Regions from separate parts of the Mus musculus genome. Here region 2 is linked to region 1. A link is a contact called in public Hi-C data. All regions are on one chromosome and are shown on one strand. The core of a region is the stretch at or near the end of the contact, and the rest is flanking DNA. Distances in the headings are between cores, read along the strand shown.

Evidence for each region. Hi-C and Micro-C count contacts between places; a contact is called where the count stands out from the background.
Region 2: a Hi-C map of muscle stem cells shows a contact between it and region 1, with 3 times the contacts expected there. The contact joins the promoter of Wbp4 here to the promoter of Tpt1 in region 1. A contact is called at or near these places in 1 of 39 promoter capture datasets (cranial neural crest) and 1 of 484 Hi-C or Micro-C datasets (muscle stem cells).

What each region holds. Positions count from the first base shown.
Region 1 is chr14:75,842,210-75,846,947 of GRCm38.p6, forward strand. Tpt1 (tumor protein, translationally-controlled 1) reads left to right here and starts at 3,047. Exons shown (of 6, transcript NM_009429.3): 1 at 3,047-3,247; 2 at 3,408-3,481; 3 at 3,994-4,184; 4 at 4,485-4,590. The coding sequence starts at 3,220. It overlaps Gm4285 (predicted gene 4285), which reads right to left and starts at 2,755. Exons shown (of 3, transcript NR_045294.1): 1 at 2,565-2,755; 2 at 2,342-2,448; 3 at 709-1,773.
Region 2 is chr14:79,479,773-79,484,703 of GRCm38.p6, forward strand. It overlaps Wbp4 (WW domain binding protein 4), which reads right to left and starts at 1,496. Exons shown (of 10, transcript NM_018765.3): 1 at 1,159-1,496; 2 at 601-673. The coding sequence starts at 1,160. It overlaps Elf1 (E74-like factor 1), which reads left to right and starts at 1,422. Exons shown (of 9, transcript NM_007920.4): 1 at 1,422-1,865. n-TEttc4 (a tRNA gene) reads left to right here and starts at 1,896; the gene lies at 1,896-1,967.

The DNA of each region.
Region 1 (4,738 bases), core at 1,797-4,296:
GACTACAGATCTATTGACCTCTAGACTGTTCACCACTGTCAATGTGACTTTAACAGCCCTCAATATTAAGTTAGAGCTCAGCTCACCACTAGATAAGTCCCGCTGTCCATTAGAGTACCGGTCACTGATCTGACCACTACACTACAGTTTCACCTGGATCATTATAGTTCCACCGTGGGCCCTTAAACTACAGTCCAGCCCCCCTTGACTACTGGTGATGGGCACGCTTGCCTGGAACTTGCTACTGCCAGGCCGGAGGCCAGTTTCCCCATACTGTAGCACACACTGTTTACTTTTACTATGGTCCATTGTCTTCTGTGTCTTTTTTTTTTTTCCTTTGTTTTTTCAAGACAGGGTTTTTCTGTGTAGATCAGGTTGGTCTTCAACTCAGCTCTGCCTGCTTCTACCTCCCTAGTGCTGAAATTAAAGGAGTGCAGTACCACCATGTCCAGCTGGATTCACTGTATTTTTTTTTTTCATTCAGAGTTTGAGCCAGGCAGTGTTGGCCCAACTCATTTAATCCCAGCACTTGGGAGGTAGAGGTAGGTGGATTTCTGAATTCAAGGCCAGCCTGGTCTACAAAGTGAGTTCCAGGACATCCAGGGCTACACAGAGAAATCCTGTCTCGAACCCCACCCCCCAAAAATGTGTATTTGAACAGAGTCATTAGGCACTCTCAGAATAAGGGAATAATCACAGAAATGCTATTCTATTTTTTTTATTATTTATTTAATTATTTATTTTTGAAACAAGCTCTCACATAGTCTAGAACTTGTGTGGCTGAAAAGGGCCTCAAACTCCTGCTCCTCTGGTCTTCACCTCTGCATCCCTGGGATTATGTGTGCTGCAATACAGCTAGTCCTCCCCTTCATTCATTTTCATAGTTACTCACTAGTCACTTAGTTTTCTCAACCTTGATTTAAAAAGCACTGTGGTGTCAGATGCTATGCATGTCTTTGTCCCAGGACTGAGAAAGCAGATGTGGGGGGCGGGGGGGGGGGCGGGAGAATGAGAGAATATCACATTTTCTCAAAGGAATAGTCCAGGTTGCCTGGTTCTTTATCCATTTTCTGACCCAAGGAGTGTTCCAAATTCACCTATGTTCTAATCACGAGACCACATCCTGAGTGATACTTTCTACTCCAGCCTGTAAGGCTTTTCTCACTATTAATGGTATTCTGAGATAAGAATGGTTGGCTCACACCTGTAATCCTAGCCCTATTGAAGCTAAGGCAGGAGAATTTTGATTTCCAGGCCTGTCTGGCCTCCGAAATCAGTTCAAGACTGGTTTGGGCTATGCAAGCAGAGGAGGTGAGAGGAGAGGTTAACTGAACAAAAGGCTTTTGGACCTGACAGTAATAACTTCAGGAATATTATGAAAAAAAATCGGGAATTGCATACATATCCCACATATTATTTATCACCTGTTAAGTATGTCAGCCTCTCACTCATCTTATTAAATTCACAGAAATTCCATTTCATACTAAAGCTCAAAGAGGGTGAACTTCCTGAGATCGTGGGACTGGTAACACAGACAAGATGCCAGCACTGCTTAGCTTCAAATCTTCAGCTCTCTTTCACCATGGTTTTGTTTTTTTTTTTGTTTTTTTTTTTTGTTTTTTTTTGTTTTTTAATTCTTCAATGAGCCGGACGGTGGTGGTGCACATCTTTAATCCCAGCACTTGGGAGGCAGAGGCAGGCGGATTTCTGAGTTCAAGGCCAGTCTGGTCTATAAAGTGAGTTCCAGGACAGCCAGGACTATACAGAGAAACCCTGTCTCGAAAAAACAAAAACAAAAAAAAATTTTTAATGATGTTAAAAAAATACATTTGGGCATAAAACTGGAGAAAATAACAGAAAAATCCAAAAAGAATATGTTTGGGGATCTATGTAAATGAGCATTTTTGAATAATTTGAAAATGAATACCTGGGATGTGCAAATAAGATTCACATAACTCAGAAATAACTGAGTTTTGAGACTGCTAAGTCATAGCCCCTCGGTTCTATGTCTACGTTTTCTGATGTCCTTCACTTTTTTACTGTTACCCCGTGTCCTTTAGAGTATCTAGGAAAGCAGCAGACCACCGCATCTTAAGTGGACGGTTTTTCTTCTGCTCTTTGGCTAGAGTTTTATTCCTGAATGGTTTACTCTGTGCTTGTAACACTTTGTTAGTGTGAACTGCCTTCTCCTTTGACATACTAACCTAACCTTCTGTCCGAGGGCAGGCAGGGCTGGCTATGTCCTTCTTAAGCGAGAAAATTGCAACACTAGGGTTACAACGGACTATAACCAAATCTGGAAGGGAAGAAACTGTGATTTCATCCTGCCATACATGTTTACCTGAACGGTGGGTCTCGGAAGTTGTATGTTGTACTTCGTGGTGGATGCGAAAGCCCTTCAAGTGACCCGGGCAAGTGGGAAGCTCCTTATTTTGGGTCTGTTTAGTCCTGCATCGCCAGGAATAAAAGGGATAAAAGTGACAATACAGAACTGTCCTAACAAAGGACACCGTTTGCGACCAAGAGCAGAACAGGCCAGCGAAGAGCTGTCCGGCCAGACCCACCGCAGGCTTTCACTTTCGGAACCCACTAGAGGACCAGTCCCCAGGACATCTCCCTCCGCGAGCAAAACCGGTGCAGTCTGTGGGCAGCCAAGGACCGGAGGTCGGAGACCCGGGACACCAGCCCGGCGCCATCCCCGTAGTCCCCGCAGGCTCAGCGGCGCGCCCGACAACAGTCATCCGATTCTGCTGACATTTTCTTTCCGAGAAAGGGGTGGGAACTGAAGCGGCGTGGCGGGAGGCGGGGCGCAGTCACACCCTGGCCACGCCCGGGCGGCGACTCAAGCGTCCGGCCATCGGTCGGCCGCAAGTCCCTTCCCGTCCCAGCATGCCCCGGGCGCACTATCCGCACACCGCCCCCGTTGCCCCGCGCACCCAGGGGCACTCCGCATTGTGTCCCAGCAGAGTCCCCGGATGCCCTCCCGGGGCCGGCCGGGCGTAGCCACGCCCCCGCACCGCCCTGCGTTCACGTCACCGCTGACGACAGTTCCGGGGGAGCCGCGGACGGTGACGTAGCCGAGCGTGCCCTCTATATGAGGTTGGGGAGCGCCCGCGTCGGCCTTTTCCGCCCGCTCCCCCCTCCCCCCGCGCGCCGCTCCGGCTGCACCGCGCTCGCTTCCGCGCTGTCAGGCTAGCGCCGCCGTCCCCAGCCGTCACCATGATCATCTACCGGGACCTCATCAGCCGTAAGTCCCGGCGCCCGCGGGCCTGGGTGCGGGTGGGCACCGGGGAGGCCGGGGACACGAGCGCAGAGCTTGGGCCGGGAGCCGCCGCGTGCGCCGAGCCCGGCGCGGGAAATGGCGGGCCTTCGCTCGCTCACGGGCGGCTCTCTCTGTTCGCTTTCAGATGACGAGCTGTTCTCCGACATCTACAAGATCCGGGAGATCGCGGACGGGCTGTGCCTGGAGGTGGAGGGCAAGGTGAGCGGGGCGCCGCGCGCGGGGAGGCTGGCCGCCTGCCTGCCGGGTCGGCCGAGCCGGGCCGGGCTGGGCTGGGCGCCGCGGGGAGGCCGCTGGAACTCGTGCAATCCTCGCTGCCGCCTCCAGGCGGAGGAGACGCTCTTGCGGACCTTGGGTTTTTCTAGAAAAGTGGAGGCGGAGCCGAGCCTGGAAATAGGTCCGCGAACTCAGCGCCATCCTCTTTCCGGGCGAACGGGGACATATTGTCTATAAGACAGGTTTGCGCTGTGCGCGCTTAACCCGTGGCGACTCGAGAGAGGCCACAGCAACTTGGTTCCGCTTGATGAGAGTGACCACCTCTCTCAGTCCGGGCAGCGACTATTTGGGGGGAGGTTAAGATGTTTCAGGGAGCTGACTGATCGTTGCCGGACCTTTTTTTTTTTTTCTCTTTTTTTCTTTTTTTTTTTTTTTTTTTGCCCCTTCGACTAAGTTGTATTGTCTTTTTGTTTTGTTTTGTTTTCTTCTAAATGTAGATGGTCAGTAGAACAGAGGGTGCCATCGATGACTCGCTCATCGGTGGAAATGCTTCCGCTGAAGGTCCGGAGGGCGAAGGTACCGAAAGCACAGTAGTCACCGGTGTTGACATTGTCATGAACCATCACTTACAAGAAACCAGCTTCACAAAAGAGGCTTACAAAAAGTACATCAAAGACTACATGAAATCGTAAGTGACATAAACACCCCGTTTTGGTGGTCAGCTTCCTAGAAGAAGTTGGTTGCTTAGGTAGGAAGGGCTTAAGAAAGGAGGGTCTTTTGTTATACAGTGAAGGTTGATTTTCAATAATGTGAGCAAGCCGGTAGAAAGTTACTTTAAAGGTAATATAGGAATTACATTCTTTTAAATGGTTTCTTGTCACCTAGTAAACTATCATTTTGCTAGAAGACATTACCTATTGGAGCTTATATTCTTACTTTACTGAAAGATTATTCAGTATTTTGATGACCTGTTACTTTACTGTTTTAGACTCAAAGGCAAACTTGAAGAGCAGAAACCAGAAAGAGTAAAGCCTTTTATGACTGGAGCTGCAGAGCAGATTAAGCACATCCTTGCTAATTTCAATAACTACCAGGTAAATGGACCAAAGGGTTGTATAATAACTGTGGGATCCGAAAAAGTCTGTTTGCTGTCTCGTACATGGCTCTGGCTGTCCTGGAACACCCTTAGACCCAGTTACCTCAGCCTTCTGAGATGAAAGTCTCAGCCCATTTTGTGTAGCA
Region 2 (4,931 bases), core at 246-2,745, 3.6 Mb after region 1:
ACAGCCAGGGCTATACAGAGAAACCCTGTCTTGAAAAACAAAAAAACAAACAAACAAACAAAAAGTTGGATCTAGGAGTCTAGCCATGGTACACACCTTTTTTGCCAGCACTTGGGAAGCAAAGCCAAGTAGATCTCTGTGGGCTGCGGGCTAGCCTGGTCTACAGAGTGAGTTGCTGTCTGGAAACCCTGTCTTGAAAAATCACCGCCCCCAACCCCCTTGCAAAAATAGTGGGCTCAAGGCTTTCAGCATAAGGTATATTACAGCTGCTCCCTTTGTATCTCACCAGGGAATAATGCTGTTCTCCTTCCTGTGGAGAACAGGAAAAACTACAATATTCCTTTTTAAGGGGCAGGTATTCCATAAACAAGATTATCCCACTCACTGTCCATTTCCTCAAAGTCCCCAGAAATAATTTGGCCTTAAAATCAAAGTCAGATTGATGAAAAGGAGAAGGCTATAGCTTTCATAAGAGGAATCAAACAAAAGAAACCTTTTTAGGTTTTGAAGAATAAAGAGCACTATACACGAAAGTGGCTTATACACACTAAAGTCAAAAAAACAACACATCACGTGAATATTTTAATAAAAATTTCATACAGGCCTATTGTCTGCTATCCAGCACTTGCAGTAATCACAGAATTTCTTTGGTTGTGACTTCCAGTAGTCGGCCCTGAAAAGATAAAAACAACTCTAAGCTTATCCAAAAATTGAAAGGAATTTTTACAGTTGTTAAAAAATGGGATATAAGGCTGTTTTCGGACTTCTGTCTTAGCAAAGCAGTTGTATTATTTATGTAAAGCTAAAGTCCGTGGAAAACTGCTCTCCGGTGAAGGTAAATCACACTGCACCGAGATGAAGAAGTCTCAAAGTATTTCTCTTTCCCGTGCCCTTCTAGCTAATTCATTCGTTCTGGGGACGCGAGGCTGGGAAAAGCCCCTGGACGTCTGAGGCCGCAGCGCCACCCCGGCCCCGGGCCCGGGCCCCGGCGGGCGGGCGGGGGCGGCACCCGAGTCCCCGGCTCCTGCCTAGAGGGCGGCCGCGTCTCCGAGAGAACCGGCCCCGCAGGTCGGGCGGCCCCGGGCGAGCGGAGGGGCGGGAGGAGGCCACTCGCGGGCGCCTGGCGGCGCAAGCCCGACCCGACCCGACCCGACTCACATGACGGCGGCAGCTCCGCGGGCAGCCCGCGATCCCGCTCACTGATGTCCGCCGGTGGCTCAAGCCAGGACCTCTCGGTCTCGGCGTCCCCCCCGGGTACGGCGTTTCCACGGGTGGACTACGGCGGCCGCGACGGCCCAACCCGCGCGCGCGGTTGTCACCGCCTCTTCCCCTCCCCCACGGGGCGGTACTCGCGGCGCCTGAGAGGTGGGGTCGGTATAAAGGGGTTGAGGTCACCCAGAAGGGACGAAAGCGCGACGGGACCGGAGCCGCGGGCCCCGAGCGTCCGACCCAGGCTCCATCCCGCGGTCCTCACGCCTCCCGGGATCCAGAACCTCCACTCCCGAGCTGGCTCGCAGCCGAGAGGCTCGATCGCCTCCCCCCAGCCCCGGCCGCACGCCGCCGTTCCCACAGCCGGCGCCGCCCTCGGCTTTGCCGGCTTGCCCGCCCGCTCTGTGACCGGGGAGCAGCCCGGGACCTGACGGCTGAGAAAGAAAGGCGCAGCCGCCCGTTCCGGGAGCGCACGGGGCGCCCGGCTTCGGCTCAGAACTTTCCAGGGGCGCGCACCGGCCCCGCTCCTCCCCCCCGCCACGCCCGCGCGCTCCGCCGGGCTCGTGCCCGCGCGTGGGGCAGCGGCCGCGGGGGCGGCTTCGGCGGCGCGAGTTGCAGCAGAGTGGCTGAGTGGTAGCGGCGCTGACGCTAGTCAGGTGGGTCACAGCAGTGCTTGTAGCAGCACTTCCCATATGGTCTAGCGGTTAGGATTCCTGGTTTTCACCCAGGCGGCCCGGGTTCGACTCCCGGTATGGGAACAGTGTCACTTTTTGCTCTAGTTGAGTTTACTTGCTTAGTGGCTCTGGCTGACTTCTGCAGCCGTGTTCGGGGTGAGTTTGGGAGCAGGCAGTGTAGTTGCTCCCGTGGATGGGAGCTTGGCTCTCGGAGGCCGGAGGAGCGCGGCGGCCGCTCTCGGGCCCGCTGCGAGAGGAGTTTCGCTTTCCCCGCGGCTGTACCCCGCCCTCAGCCCGTACTTTTCCAGGCGCTCGGGAGGTGATGATTAACTTGGGCCTCGCCTTATCTCCCCCCGCCCGGGTGCCCCCTCGGCCCACACCCTGCTCCGCCGCCCCCTTCCTACTCGGCGGGCCGGGGCGTGCCCGCTGCGCTCCAGTTACTGTCAACAGCGGCTGGAGACCACCCCGCTGCTCCCTATCGCCAGACCCCCGCCGATCCCTTGTCGCCGGCTGGGCTCTAGGACCCCCGCCGCGTGCACCCGAGCCCGGTCCACCGCTCCCCCCCCCCCCCAGCAACCCTCGCCTCAAGGCTTTTGCAGAATGTCTCTTATTTTCCTTCTAACTCCCCTTTCCTCTTCAAACACACGGCAAACTGCGGAGAAGAAAAATACCACTGGGATGAGATGTCTTGAAAGAACAGAGCCGGCTTTCCCGGAGGCTGTTTGGAGCGTCACTGATTTAAAAAAAAAAAAAAATCATGGGATGGAGGTGGAGCTTGGAAGACAGAAAATTAGCCCGGAGACTGGGGAGGGGATGTTACAACAAAGTTGCACTGTACTTTTAAATATAGAAGCCCTGTGTTTATTACAAAGAAGCGGCCCAGCTGTGTCAGCAGCCTGAGCGCCGTACACGAAACAAAAGCGTTATCATAAATGCAAGTTGAAATTAGAAAATTGGGGCAGCTGTAATGTTTAGTCTGTTGGGCCTTTGGGCACAAATAAGGAAAAACTGACTCCGGCGGATGAGTTTCTGGTCAAAACCATTACTGAGCAGAAGTTTTGGTTGTTTGTGTGTTCCCAACAATATTTTATAGCCTTAACTGGCACAGCTGAGTTTGAAAATAGCTGTTAATGTGATCTATGCGATTAGGGATTAATGAGCCTTTCCTCGTAAAAATTAAACCTAGAAAACTCCTTTAGCGAATATTTAAAACATTAACACAAGTCCTTATGCATGTCAGGTTCCCCACCCCCCACCTCCAGATGTTTTGAGGTGCCTGCTGAACAGCAGGCGCTTTAGGTAGGTGGGTAGTGGCTGGATAGAATCCCTTTGGCCTCCAGTCCTTAGCTATGGGATCGTGCGAAGGTCTTTGACCTGAGTGTAGTGGTGTCTTCTAGCTTTAGAGCCGTAAGCGTGTCACCATCATTATATTACTACGATAGTTTCTCCGTGTGGCTCGAGATAGCCTAGAACTCACTAGGAGCCGGAGCTGCTGAGGTTTATGGTCCTCCTGCTTCTGCCTCTCAGCAGTGGGCCTGAGGGTAAGGTGAGTCTGTTCAGACCTCATCTCAGTCTCACGTACCCCAGGGTAGCCTCAAAGTCTCTGCGGTGATGAAGATCTCCTTTGCTCTTGCACCTCCTGCCTCTTCAGTGCTCAGGTCACAGGCTTATGGCACCAGACTCGATTTTTTTTTTTAAGTTAATTACAATTCCTTATGTTTATGAATGTTTGCCTTCCTGTGTGCCACCTGTGTGCCTGGTGCCCAGGGAGGTCAGAACAGGCCAGATCCTGGAAATTGGAGCAATGGGTGGTTGTGGGCCTCCCTATTTGGGTGCTGGGGAATCAAGCCTTCATTTCCGCAGGAGCAACAAATGCTTCGAACCTCTCGAGCAGCCGCCTAGGTTCTCCAGAGCAGCACATTCTCCACAGAGTGTAGATAGGTTAGAACCAGGCACTTTGTTCTAGATTTGGAAGAAAGGACTCCTATCCCTGCTTTGTTTAATTTTTGCAAGTATTTGACCGGTGCTGAATAAAGCCTGTGTTATCATAGATGGAAGAGTAAGTGATCGCCGGTGGGCATACTGCATGTTTGGGGTGAGTTTAGGACAGTGGTACGGTGAGAGCATTCCTCCCCAAGATGTCCTCTGTCTAGCTCTGGGCCAGGTGGGGAACAGGCAGGCAGGGTCCGAGTTACACACAATTGTTCCTAGAGGTGGGGTGGAGATTTGGCTCAGGGAAGGGCAAGAATAGAGAGTGTTTGCCCTGCACCTTGAAGAACTGGTTGGATTTCTCCCAGTGGGGAATGTAAATCATAAAACCTGAGGTGGATGAGACTGGGACCCGGAGACTAGCAGGAAGTAGGGGTCGGTAGGCATGCGGTGCCTGGGGGGAGCTGGTGGCAGAGCAAGAAGAGAGGCAGGAATTTCAAACTTTGCAAGTTTGAGGAGGTTACACATTCTTTTAATCAAGGGTCGACCTTTTATATCAGGAGAGTTCTGCAAACATTTTTGACTCTTTGTTCTGTGTTGTTCTTGTTATTGTGAGACTGATTCTTACTATCATAGCCCAGGTTAGCAGATGTGTTCTGCCACACCCAGCTTCGTCTCTGAAAAGCTTGAGTGTGGCCGTGGTGTGTGAAACAAGAAATCTTACTTCAAAAGACTCAGACAGTAGAGGAAAACGCAGACTGTTGCGTGCCTGTAGCTTTTATGTTTAGGTGTTGAATATTTTCAAATCAATAGAATGGAAAAGCGATTAATTAGACTTTATAAGGATGAAGACTGGGTTTTTGTTGTTGTTGTTTTTGGAGACAGGGTTTCTCTGTAAAGCCACGGCTGTCCTGGAACTCACTTTGTAGACCACTTTGTAGACCAGCCTGGCCTCGAACTCAGAAACCCGCCTGCCTCTGCCTCCCAAGTGCTGGGATTAAAGGCATGGGCCATCATGCCCAGTGAAGTCTGGGTTTAAATTATGGGAGTGAATTGCAGGTGTCCTTTGCAAGACCTTAATAATTCCTGAATAGCTGGGAAATAATATTTGATAAATAT